Linked DNA regions of Mus musculus: region 2 is linked to region 1. Evidence: chromatin contacts called from public HiChIP or PLAC-seq data. All regions are on one chromosome and are shown on one strand. Each heading gives the region's core, a stretch centred on a gene start, on an enhancer-like site or on the middle of the called end of the contact. The rest is flanking DNA. Distances are from core to core; before and after follow the strand shown.

What was found. HiChIP or PLAC-seq counts read pairs in DNA pulled down with a chosen protein or histone mark.
Region 2: an H3K27ac HiChIP or PLAC-seq map of bone marrow-derived dendritic cells shows a contact between it and region 1, with 4 times the contacts expected there. The contact joins two enhancer-like sites. A contact is called at or near these places in 1 of 15 datasets of contacts at CTCF or cohesin (pro-B cells), 8 of 484 Hi-C or Micro-C datasets (CD4 T cells, bone marrow, bone marrow-derived dendritic cells and 5 more), 3 of 115 datasets of contacts at active chromatin or transcription factors (bone marrow-derived dendritic cells, microglia and neural progenitor cells) and 1 of 9 other capture datasets (bone marrow-derived macrophages).

Annotation. Positions count from the first base shown.
Region 1 is chr10:96,331,383-96,336,783 of GRCm38.p6, reverse strand. All of the region lies in intron 2 of Gm33782 (a long non-coding RNA gene), which reads right to left. Among named protein-coding and RNA genes, the nearest start is that of Gm33782, 25 kb to the right of the region's middle. Within about 2 kb of position 3,328, at least 117 of the 459 cell types and tissues checked have an H3K27ac peak or open chromatin away from gene starts, as enhancers often do. A contact at or near this core is called in bone marrow, bone marrow-derived dendritic cells, bone marrow-derived macrophages and 1 more, where this site is marked.
Region 2 is chr10:96,464,355-96,469,776 of GRCm38.p6, reverse strand. No RefSeq gene overlaps it. Among named protein-coding and RNA genes, the nearest start is that of Gm33843, 130 kb to the left of the region's middle. Within about 2 kb of position 2,731, at least 53 of the 459 cell types and tissues checked have an H3K27ac peak or open chromatin away from gene starts, as enhancers often do. A contact at or near this core is called in bone marrow, bone marrow-derived dendritic cells, bone marrow-derived macrophages and 1 more, where this site is marked.

The sequences.
Region 1 (5,401 bases), core at 2,079-4,578:
CTGCCTCTGCCTTCCAAGTGTTGGGATTAAAGGCCTGTGCCACCACGCCTGGTGCTCAGCCTGCTTTCTTATAGAATCCAAGACCACCAACCCATGGATGACACACCCACAATGCGCTAGGCCCTCCCTCATTGATCACTAATTGAAAAAAAAAATGCCTTATAGCTGGTTCTCATGGAGGCATTTCATCAACCGAGGCACTTACATCTCTGATGACTCTAACTTGTGTCAGGGTGACACATAACACCAGCCAGTACAGTATTCAGGGATCCAAGGAAAGATGATCTATGAGCCGAATCTTAACAGATGGCTTTCTCAGTGAGGGTGTGGGAAACATATCCTAAGCAGGAAGGCCTGGGGTGAGTTTATAGAACATCCTGAGATGCTGGGTCAGGTTTAGAGAGCTGGAGCATGTGGACTTCATGTCTCTAGTGAACAGCAGTCCTAGAGGAATTGGTACCCAGGAAGTGATATGGTCCATCTTATACACATCTAAAGAACTAAGTATTTAGGGGGCAGATTTGACTTCCATCACAGCTTACCTTCATAAGAACTATCTCCTTTTTACTAAAATTTTTTGCCGGCACTCCTTTGGTTTCAGACATTGAAGAGAGGAAACTGTTCCCGTGAGTGATTCTTTTCCTCATGCTTGCCTGAGCCACAGAGTGTGTTTTCTCACTCAAGTAAAATTCTCAGCTGATGGCGGAGAAGGAGCTTGGCTCTACACAGGCTTGTCATCGGTACGTGCTGATGGTGTTGAGCCAAATACTGGTTTTTCATTGTTCAGAGTATTTTGTTACTTGTACCATGCTGTCCTCATCGGCAAGGGAAAACACGGGGGTCAGAATTGTTACAGATAAAATAGAATTTATTCACGGGAAGGGGCTTGAGCACTGAAGAAGCCAAGCAGGGAGGTACTTAGCCCCAGCCCCAGCCCCAGCCCCAGCCCCACCTTTCCAAACATCAAGCACCTTTGGTGTTGCTTTGGTTTATGTGACTGCTGCCACTCCTGGATGGGTCTTGGGTTTCTATGGGTTTCAATACGGACTTTTCTTTGAAGGTACACTTTCAATTCAATCACAGTTAGTTCTACAGGGATAAATCAGACCAGGAGGACAGAGGGAAAGCAAAAAAACAAAACAAAACAAAACAACAACAACAAAGAAAACAAGCCTACTAAATTTAATGCACATTGTTAACTGTGAAGGTCTGGATTTAGAATTTGAGATGTATGTTTCCCCTCCCCTGTCAGAAATAAATTCTTTATTATTATAAAAGTTCCTTGGAAAGGACATAAAAGATATTAGGACTTGTATAGGTAATGACAAACTAAAGTAGTGTTTTCAGACTGAAACATTGGTGGCCCTGATAGACTGAGAAACTCCCCAGGCCTCTTCCAAAGATGTACTTGATGGAGAAGCAAGGGCCGGATTCTCCATTTCCCAGCCTCCAGTTTGATTTGCTTTCCATGACATTAGGTTATAGCAACTGAGGTTTGAGAAAGAAAAAAAAATGTCATTCATCATTTCTATTTATAGTTATGGCTAAGGAAGCTATTGAAGGACATGTAAAAATCTGTAAAATATATATGTATGTATACATGTACACATTCAAGGAAATAATTACACACACACACACACACACACCATCTCCCATGTTTTAACAAAGAAAGCACAACCTCCTGACGCTGCCATTTTCCACACAGTCTTTTGTTCGTTTCTTGAACAGCTGCCGCTATGAGTAGGTGAAACACACACACACACACACAGATCAAATTGCAGTTAGGTGTGTCAAAATGACTGGGTGTTCTTGTTCTGGGTTCCCAAGGCTAATTATTATTTTTAACGCCGTTTGATATGCTAAGTGAGGCTGCAGTAAGAGTCCTCATGTGTGCATTAGTCATTGCCATCACCGCCCATGGGTACTTCTGCATGTTTTGCTGCTTCCAAAGTGTCTGTAAACGATTCTATCTAAGCATCTGAAGAACATCACAAGCAGCTTCCTCTATGGTTTTTTCCTAGGAAATAAATACCAAACTGGCACAACGATGGCAAAACCGTGAGTGACATCAGTACATACAGTGCCCTGTCCTTCCATCCTGTCACGTGCCTGGTGGGTAAACATAAATAAATCACCTAATTTCCCTGTGCCTCAGTTGCTCTATCTGTAGTATGGAGCAATGAGGAATGAGATCTCAAGGGCCCACTTTTGAACTATAAAGCAGGCTTCTCTAAAGAAGGAGAGAAGGAAGGAGGGTCCTGTGGTGTGTTCGGCCTGTTCCACATAGCTAACTGCAGTTGTTTCCCGTTGCTAGGTCGTTTATTGATTGCCTACAACTAAACCTATTATCTTTGTCTAGAATCTTTTGAAGCAATCCATGAATAACAACTCATTTCAATTTCATAATGACTCCGAGGTCTTACCAGCTGTTGCCGCGCCTGTCTTACAGACTAACAAACAGACGCAAAGACACAAAGCCATTCGATTCAAGTCTGGCAGGTGTGAGACATAGATCCAGGGCTCACGTACTACAGCTAGTTCAGGGTCCTGGAATCCACTCTGTTATGTCCTGCGGAGCGGCCAGGAGCTTGACTGAGAGGCAAAAACAGCTAGCATCCTCAGGCTCTGCTCTCCAAGAACACACTGAAGATCACTGAAGGGCTAGCAAGCCCTCTACGTGGGCTAGCATGGAACAGAGAGGTCTCAACAATTTGAAGGAACATCAGGAAGTGTAAACCACCCCCCAACCTTCTGTAAGCATTCCTACCACACCCCACTAAGGTGGAGGGGGGCGGGGGCTGGAGGCAAGGAAGGGAAATCATACCAATACATGCCTGCTCCAGATCCAATCTTCCAGAAACAGTCCAAAGGAACACCCTGGGCATGTTCAAGACTTGATTTATTTAGTAGCTAACAGCGTAACTGCCAACTACAATCTTCAAACTAGCTTTACCCACTGCCCCACCCATCCATCAGACCTTGCCATTCCCACAGGCAGTGAGAAGGACCAGGTATGTTCATGTGTAGATTTCTCTGCTTGCTAAAACCCCCCAGGCTTTCCTTTGTTCTCAGGACATGCAAGTGGCCACCTGTATACCTGTGTTCTGGACTGTACGTAATCCTGCTGTCAGCTCCCAAATAAAACTCCCTTATTGATTGACTTTTGACAATTCCAGTCATTTTGTTTGTTTGTTTTGTTCTGTTTCGTCGTCCCCCACCCCCACCCCATTTCCTTCCCTTAAGGCAGCTCGAGGTAATAAAGGAACTGCCTGGTCTTGATCACGAGGTCCTCTTGCCTCAGCCTCCAAGTCCAGGATGACTACAGTGCCTAGGGGCATCTCTGCGATTTCAATCTGCCCTCTACAGGCCACAAGGAATACCCTAAAAGAATGATCTGCCACCAAGCTTCTGGTTCTCCCATGGCACTTGCACCACAAACACAGTGATTCCCAAGCTGGTGGCCACCTTACGACACTGTTCTGTCACTTGCATAAATGTCTTTTTGGTGTGTTGTCAGGCAAATACCTGACACTTGGCACTCTGAAAATTCCTAAAACACCACATACTGCAAAGTCAATGATTTGACCAGCTGTGAGCCCGCTTGCAACCCAAACCGGCAGGACTAGAAACAAATCGCACTGCTTCATGCTACAGAGCCATCTTTCCTAAGGGTGGGTGCGGTCTTGTGATCCTTGTGTCCAGTCCAGTTTCTCATATGTGTATTGTGACTTCTGCTTGTGCAAAACAGGACGTTGCTTAACCAGGCCCTTATGGGAGGAAATACAGCCCAGCAAGCAGAACAATGATTTGAAAGTCCTGAGTTCTATTTTCAGATCTGCTGTTGACTGGCTGTGCAGTCAGCCCTACGAAGGTCATTAGCAAAATGGCCTTGCCCTGTTGGCGGTCTCTGTATTCGCAGCTCTGGACGGGAAACAAATCAGGGAGCTGGCACTCAGCCTTGAGGAACTAGAGTCTTAGGAGAATAGATGTATCGTCAGGCTTTGTCTTCATTCTTAAAGCAAAAGCACAGAACAAAGCCTCTGGGGTGGGGGAAAGGAGCTGGAGTAGAATTCAGAGAGGAACCTGATAACCTTTCCAATACCAGAGACGTGAAGGGATGGCATGAGCGTTCAGGTCAAAGGCAGCTCTTTGGCACATGCTGAATCTCCTGTGTGGGATACGGAAGAGACAAAGGAACCTGAGCTTTGACAGACTTCTGTGAACTGAGTCAAAAACAGATATCCAGAGTGCTGCCTGGTAGGGAACAGGCTGAGGACTGGAAGGGTCTGTGGAGAACCAGAAAGCTTATAGCCCCTTCTAAAGAGTCTGCACCAGCTCTTTGTCCCTCAGATAAGCCAGTGACAAGGTCCTGAAGTGCTAGTGTTTTAAGAGGCACTGCACACTACCATTTTTATCAGGACTTCCCTTTTCTTTAAATGAAGATCCATCCAAGTTTTAAAGTGATAGCGGGCAGGTAAAAATGTGTGTGTAACTTGAACAAAGCCCTTTCCACATCTCTTTAACATGTCCATGGATGGGATTTCATAAGAGTTGAATTATTGTTTTCTGATAATGGAGCTATTCCTTTAAACAGAAGGGAATGAGCAGTCTAGAATGCGCGAGTGTTTAAAAAAATCCCAGTGCACGGGGCTGGGGAGATGGCTTAGTTGTTAAAGTGCTGGCTGGGGAGATGGCTTAGTTGTTAAAGTGCTTGCTATACAAGCAAGCGGACTTGAGTTTGGATGCCTAGAGCCCCTGTGAGAAGTGATAAGACAGTTGCCTTAGAGTTAATCTTGCTTTGGTGAAACACTACCACCAAAAGCAACTCGGGGAGGAAAGGGTTTATTTGACGTACACATCCTGAATCAGAGTCCATGGAAGCCAAAGCAGAAACTCCAAGTGGTCAGGAACCCAGAGGAAGGACTTGATTCATAGGCTACAGATGGGTAGTGCTTACTGCCTTGCTTCCAATGGCTTGCTTAGCCTACTTTCTTTTAGAACCCAGAGCCACCAGGCCGGGGTGGTAATCAACGACAACGGGGCCCTTCCACATTCAATCACTAATTAAGAAAATGTTCTACAGGCTTGCCTATAGCCTGATCTAAAGGAAGCATTCTCTCCAATGACTCTAGCTTGTGTGAAGATTACATAAAACTAGGCAAGACAATAATCTATATGGGTATTCTAGCACAGGGGAGACAAAGACAAAGAAAATCCCCCGAAGGTTGTTGGACAGCCAGCCGCTCTTGCTGAATCCTCAAGCTGTAGGTTCATTGAGAGATCGTGTTTCAAAACCAGTGTATTGCTGTGATGATTTAGGGCAGATGCTGAAATGCATGGGCAGGATATATACAAGCACATCTTCACACACACAGGAATGTATATACATACACACAGGACT
Region 2 (5,422 bases), core at 1,482-3,981, 130 kb before region 1:
CTGTTCTTATTTGAAACGGATGAGAATCACCTAAAAGCACTTTCAACTTTTCAGTGCCAGGCATTGTCTTTTAGTCTGTTTTGTTCAATTGCTAACTCTACAAAGCAAAAGTAAGTTTCAAACAAAAACAAACAAGAAGCCCCAGCTGCTTCCAATCCACAGGTCCAGTGCTACCTCTATGGAGGTTTGGGATCCAGGCTCATGTCATCTTTGCATATCCAGTCTTGTTCACCATCATTTCCATTCCAAGATTTTCTGTTTTATTTTGTGATTACCTTGAGTACCCATTTAGGCTGCAGAGAGTTAATTAAGAAATTGTGGCAGGCCCTAAAGACAAGACAGGGAACATTTCACATTCAAACCACAGCATAGCCCCAGGCCTGGGTGCAAGAGAAGTATTAAGTACAGCAAGCAAGCAAACAAACCGTTGTGTTTTGTGGATCAAAAGCACATGGCCCAGAGAAGCTCTGAGTGCTGTACCACAGGGCAGAAATGTAACCAACGCAAGGCCTGCTGTTTCCTTAAGAGGAGGCTAAGGCAGAACCGGCGGTGCTCGGCTATTTCTTTGCACAAATCCTTGGCGTGGGCTGTGAAATGTCAAATGTAGATTTGATTAAGCCCAACTCTAAAGCCCTAAGGCAAGTGTGTATCCACGGTTCTAATGTAATTATCGGAGCCACCTCTGTCTGCTACTAGGGCTGAGCTAGCACCCCATCATGGATACCAACGTCTACAAAATGAAGCCTGCAATTGATTGATTCATCACATCCCAAGTAGAAAGAGCCTAAAAAGCTCGACCAGGCTGGCTCCTCCTGAAAACTGAAGCATTAAATTAAGTAGCGGAACCAGCAGACCTGCCTTCTGATAGTCTGAAAAGGCGGAGCAAAGCATGGGCCCTAAAGAAAATGGTAGAGATCAAAGTTCTGTTGCCCTTTCGAGCAGCAAGGCTCTGGACATTTCCAATCCTTCCTTGAGATGATAACCCATACTTTGAATTCTTGGAGGCTGTGATCAATAATGAGTCTTCAGACTGAAGGATTCAGGAGATGAAAGGGGAAAAGTGGTGTTTCCTGGATCCATACACTGGGAGAGCAGGCATACAGGGAGCATGAGCGTAGATCAAATTAAACTAAATGCAGCAGCCTCACTGGGGCAGATGAGATTTCACCACTGCATTCTCAGAGGGAAGAAGAGGATGCACTGCCTACACCCAAGTTAGCCACTAGCCAAAGCTCTACTTTGTTTTGTGAAATTCACATCATATTATTTCTTCCTCCTCCTCCTCTTTTCTTCATCTTCTTCATCCTCCTCTCTTCCTCTTCCTCCTTCCTTCTTTCTTCCTGCTTTAAAATGTGTTCCTGTCCTCTTTTAAGGACTGATTGGAACCAAGATGACAAGAACCAAACCTCCAGAGAAAGATCGCTGTACTGTGAAATTCAAGCAGAGAGAAATGGCACAGCCATGTTCGACCTCACCCAGTAGTGGAATCTAAACACGCTCCACATGGTTCAGAGAGAGAACCAGAGAGAGGTCTGTCTGGTGAGATAAGTCACCAAAAATTTAAAATTTGCTTATCACCCTTCACAGAAATGAGCCATATTTTCAAGCTCCATGAGCTTCCTCCAATTTGACCAACAAAGTTAGAGTGTTGAGAACAGTTTCCGCGTGACTCTAGAACCAAAGTCTTATTTTGGGGGCTTTTGGAATTGTCTCTGTCCAGATATCCAGAGGTCAGAGTGGTCTTTGTTGGAGACTCTGTAGGAGGCTCACCATAGGAGAAAGATCATTTCCCAGCTGAGAGCCATCCAGGAGATAGGGGAGGGAAACAGATGGTTTTATGAGGGTTTGACTTCTACTTTAAGCCTCGATTCTGGAAATGGCAGTGGTATTGTGGTTCAGCCCTGGTAGCATCTGTCACAGGGATGCCAGGCTTAAATATCACAGTGCTCTTTCAAGCACAAATTATATTAAAAGTAGTTTCTGCCTTCCAGGGACTCCCTTGCCTTAAAAGCATCCATCGTCTGTCTCCTTCTGCCTGTGTATTAAACCTAAGCTCATAGATATTCCCTCCGGCTTGCCTTCATCTGGTCTTCCATCTTTTTACCATCGTGTCCTGTAGACCAAGGACTGTCAGACTTCTTTTCTATAAAAAGGCAAATTGTAAATATTTGAGTCTCGGGGCCATGTGTTCTCTGTCACCACTGTTCAGCCCTGCTGTGACAGAACAAAAGCACTCATGGACAATATGTAAGTTAAAGAACATGGTTGGGCTTCAATAAAATTTTATTTACAAGAACAAGGTAGCGGGCTGCATTTGATTTGGCCCGAGGTTGTAGTTTGCCAACTTAACTTCTATTTTAGATGGAGCAAATGTGTTCCTTTTCATACTCATTTCCCTTGCCTTGTAGGCTCTTGGGTTTTTTTTTTTTCTCCAAGCTCAAGTTGCTTAATTAATTAAAACTCATTAGTCACTGAAAGAATATTGTGTGCCAGATGCTGTCCTTGGGTCTAAAGATGCAACAGCGAAAAATAAGCTTTCTATTATTATGGAATTTAGGTTCTACAGAATGAAGAGAACAATGGAAACACATTCTGGGTGAAGAAGGATGAACACAGGATGCATGTGGAGGCGGAGGGCTGTTTTGTAGACGAGAAAAGTCACATTGATGAAATGGTTCAGTGACAGTGATAAAAATCAAGGACAAGTTCAATCTGCAATAGATGTGGGTATAACGGGAAGTTGTCAAGGTGGACAGAACAGGAAGTGCAAAGCACCTGAGGTAGAACCTCCTTGGCCTGTGGGATGCAGTGCAAAGATGCTGGCATTGTTGGAGGGCTCCAAATGGGTGTGGGATGAGATGAAAATTGTAGTGTTGAGCAAGATTTGCTAAAGCCATGGAAAGGACCTAAGATCAGAAGCATTGAAAAGTAGAGATGAAAGAATGGAACATATTCATTGTGCGTGAATGGGAACATTGACAGCTATGTGTAGTGCAGTAGGAAGGATAGGGTCAAAGTGGAAGGACCTGGCTAAAGGTGACAACTGCTATCTAGGGTTCTAAAGCAGAGGGATTAAGACACCACTTTCTGAATGACGTTTGAAGGCATGGTGGAACAATGGAGTATAAAAGAAATACATAGTAAAGGGCAGAGCCAAGGGATTAGAAGGAGGGGCTTCGGACTAATTAAGGTAGTGAGGACTAAGGGAGAAATAGAGTGGGTAGCAATAGTCTAACTTTATTTTATTTATTTCTATCATGTTAAGCTTGAGATGATATTTGGACTTTTCTCTGTGAAATGCTGAACAGTTGGGTAAGCATGCCTTGAAGTTCACTGGCGATGTCAAAGGCAGAGACAGACATTTGAGAACTACCTGTAATCAGCACTTATGGTTGTGAGGTGACATAGGGCGTCCGAGAAAGAATTGAGAAGAAGAGTGATCAGGAAGGCAGCATTCAGATGATTTGACCTTAAGTAGATTAAAAAGTAAAACAAAAAACCAATGAAGAAAGCCCAGTGAGGCAGGAAGTAAAGTAAGAAAAAGTGACCTCCCAGGCACTAAGGGGAGTTTCTTTAGAAGGAGGAACTGAATAAGTGTGGGATTTTGCAAACATATTGAGCAAGTTGAAGGCTGAGACATAGCACAGATCCAGCAACACTGGAACCACACTGACTTTTCCCACGGTGGTCTGAGGAGCAGTGACGAGGGAAAACTACAGAGGCTGTATAAAACAGGTCATGAAAACCCCCGAACATTTCCTTCCTTGAGATACTTGATAACATTTCCCGAACATTTCCTTCCTAGAGATACTTGATAATACTTATGGTGGTTAATCTTAATTTTCAACTTAATTTAGAATTACCCAGGAGACACCTCAAGGCCAGCCTCTGAAAGGGTTTCAAGAATGGCTTCTCCAAGGAGACAAGAACCATTCTGGGTGTTGGTGGCATCATCCCATCAGCTGGATTTCTAGAATAAAGAAGAGAGGGAAGGGAGAAGGTACCAGCTTCCATTCCTCCCTGCTTGCTGACTACAGACTCTCACTCCACACTGTCAGTCCCTCCTGACACATAACGTACCCTCAAACTGTGATCCAAATGTACCCTACTTCCTTGAGTGATTTGGGACAGATATTTTATCACAGTGACAAGAAAAGTCCAGCCTTCTACCATTTTAACTATTGGTTTATATTTTCATAGCCTCAGCTATTTTGTGCCCAATCCCAAAGCTGAGCCACGATCATCTGCTAATCAACTTTTATGTAGCATAATACTAGGCACTTAGTAAATGCTGCCTGAATGCTTGTAAAATGAATATAAAACTGAAATCTAAGAAGATTTTCCACAGATGAATATGACTGCCATAACATTTAGGAACACCAATAATAATAATAATAATAATAATAATAATAATAATAATAATAATAATTAATAATAATAATAATGATGATCTTTTAAAAAACAAGATTAAAGTTACCAATATTTTAAATAAATATAAAATTCATAGTTTAAAAAACAACTGGTATGTCAGACATAATGTAGGAAGATGTAACTTTAATACAGCTCTGAAGCTAAGTACATCTTTAAAGTGCCCGGTAAACAGAATCAGTCATAAACAGAGTTTTAGATGGTTGGGGGAGAGCGAACACTCCATGCTATTGCACTTTTGTGACACTGCCCGTATCTGTGTTTATATCCTGATTTTGTTTTCCTGCAGTGCTGAGGATCAAGCGTGGGACTTTTGGGTATGTCAGAAAGACAGTCTACCATTGTCTCATCTTAACTGGGATATCACACTCCTACCTGTAATTTATACATACACTATCTTGCATAGCATGTAGTGAGATTGCTCAGTGGAGAGAGTTTAGTCCTGCTGAAGATGATGGTGAGGCTCCAGGAGTATTAGGAAGCATCTCTCCCTTCTGTAAACCACATGTACTTAGCATAAACTCCCATAATATTCGCTCTGCTTCTTCTTTTAGAACTTCCCATATTATAAACTCACCACTGTTCTAAGAAACCCCTCAAATTAATGTTCTCCCTTGTGTTGGTTTGAAAGAGAATGGCCTCCCATATATCATAGGTTTGAATACTTGGTCTCCAGTTGGTGGAACTGTTTGGAAAGAACTAGGGGGTGTAGTTTTGTTGGAGGAGGTGTGTTACCTGAGCCTGACTTTGAGTTTTCAAAAACCCATGTCAATCTCGGTTAGCCCTCTCTGCCTCATGCTTTTGGATCAAAATGTAAGCTCTCAGCTACTGCTTAGTCACTATGCCTGCCTGCCTGCTTGCCTGCCTGCTGCCATGCTTTTTACCCTGATGTCTATGGACAACTCCTGAAACTGTGAGCCCCAATACTCACTCCCTATGAGTTCCAATTAACTCTTTCTTCTATAAACTGTCTTTGTCATGATGTTTGCCACAG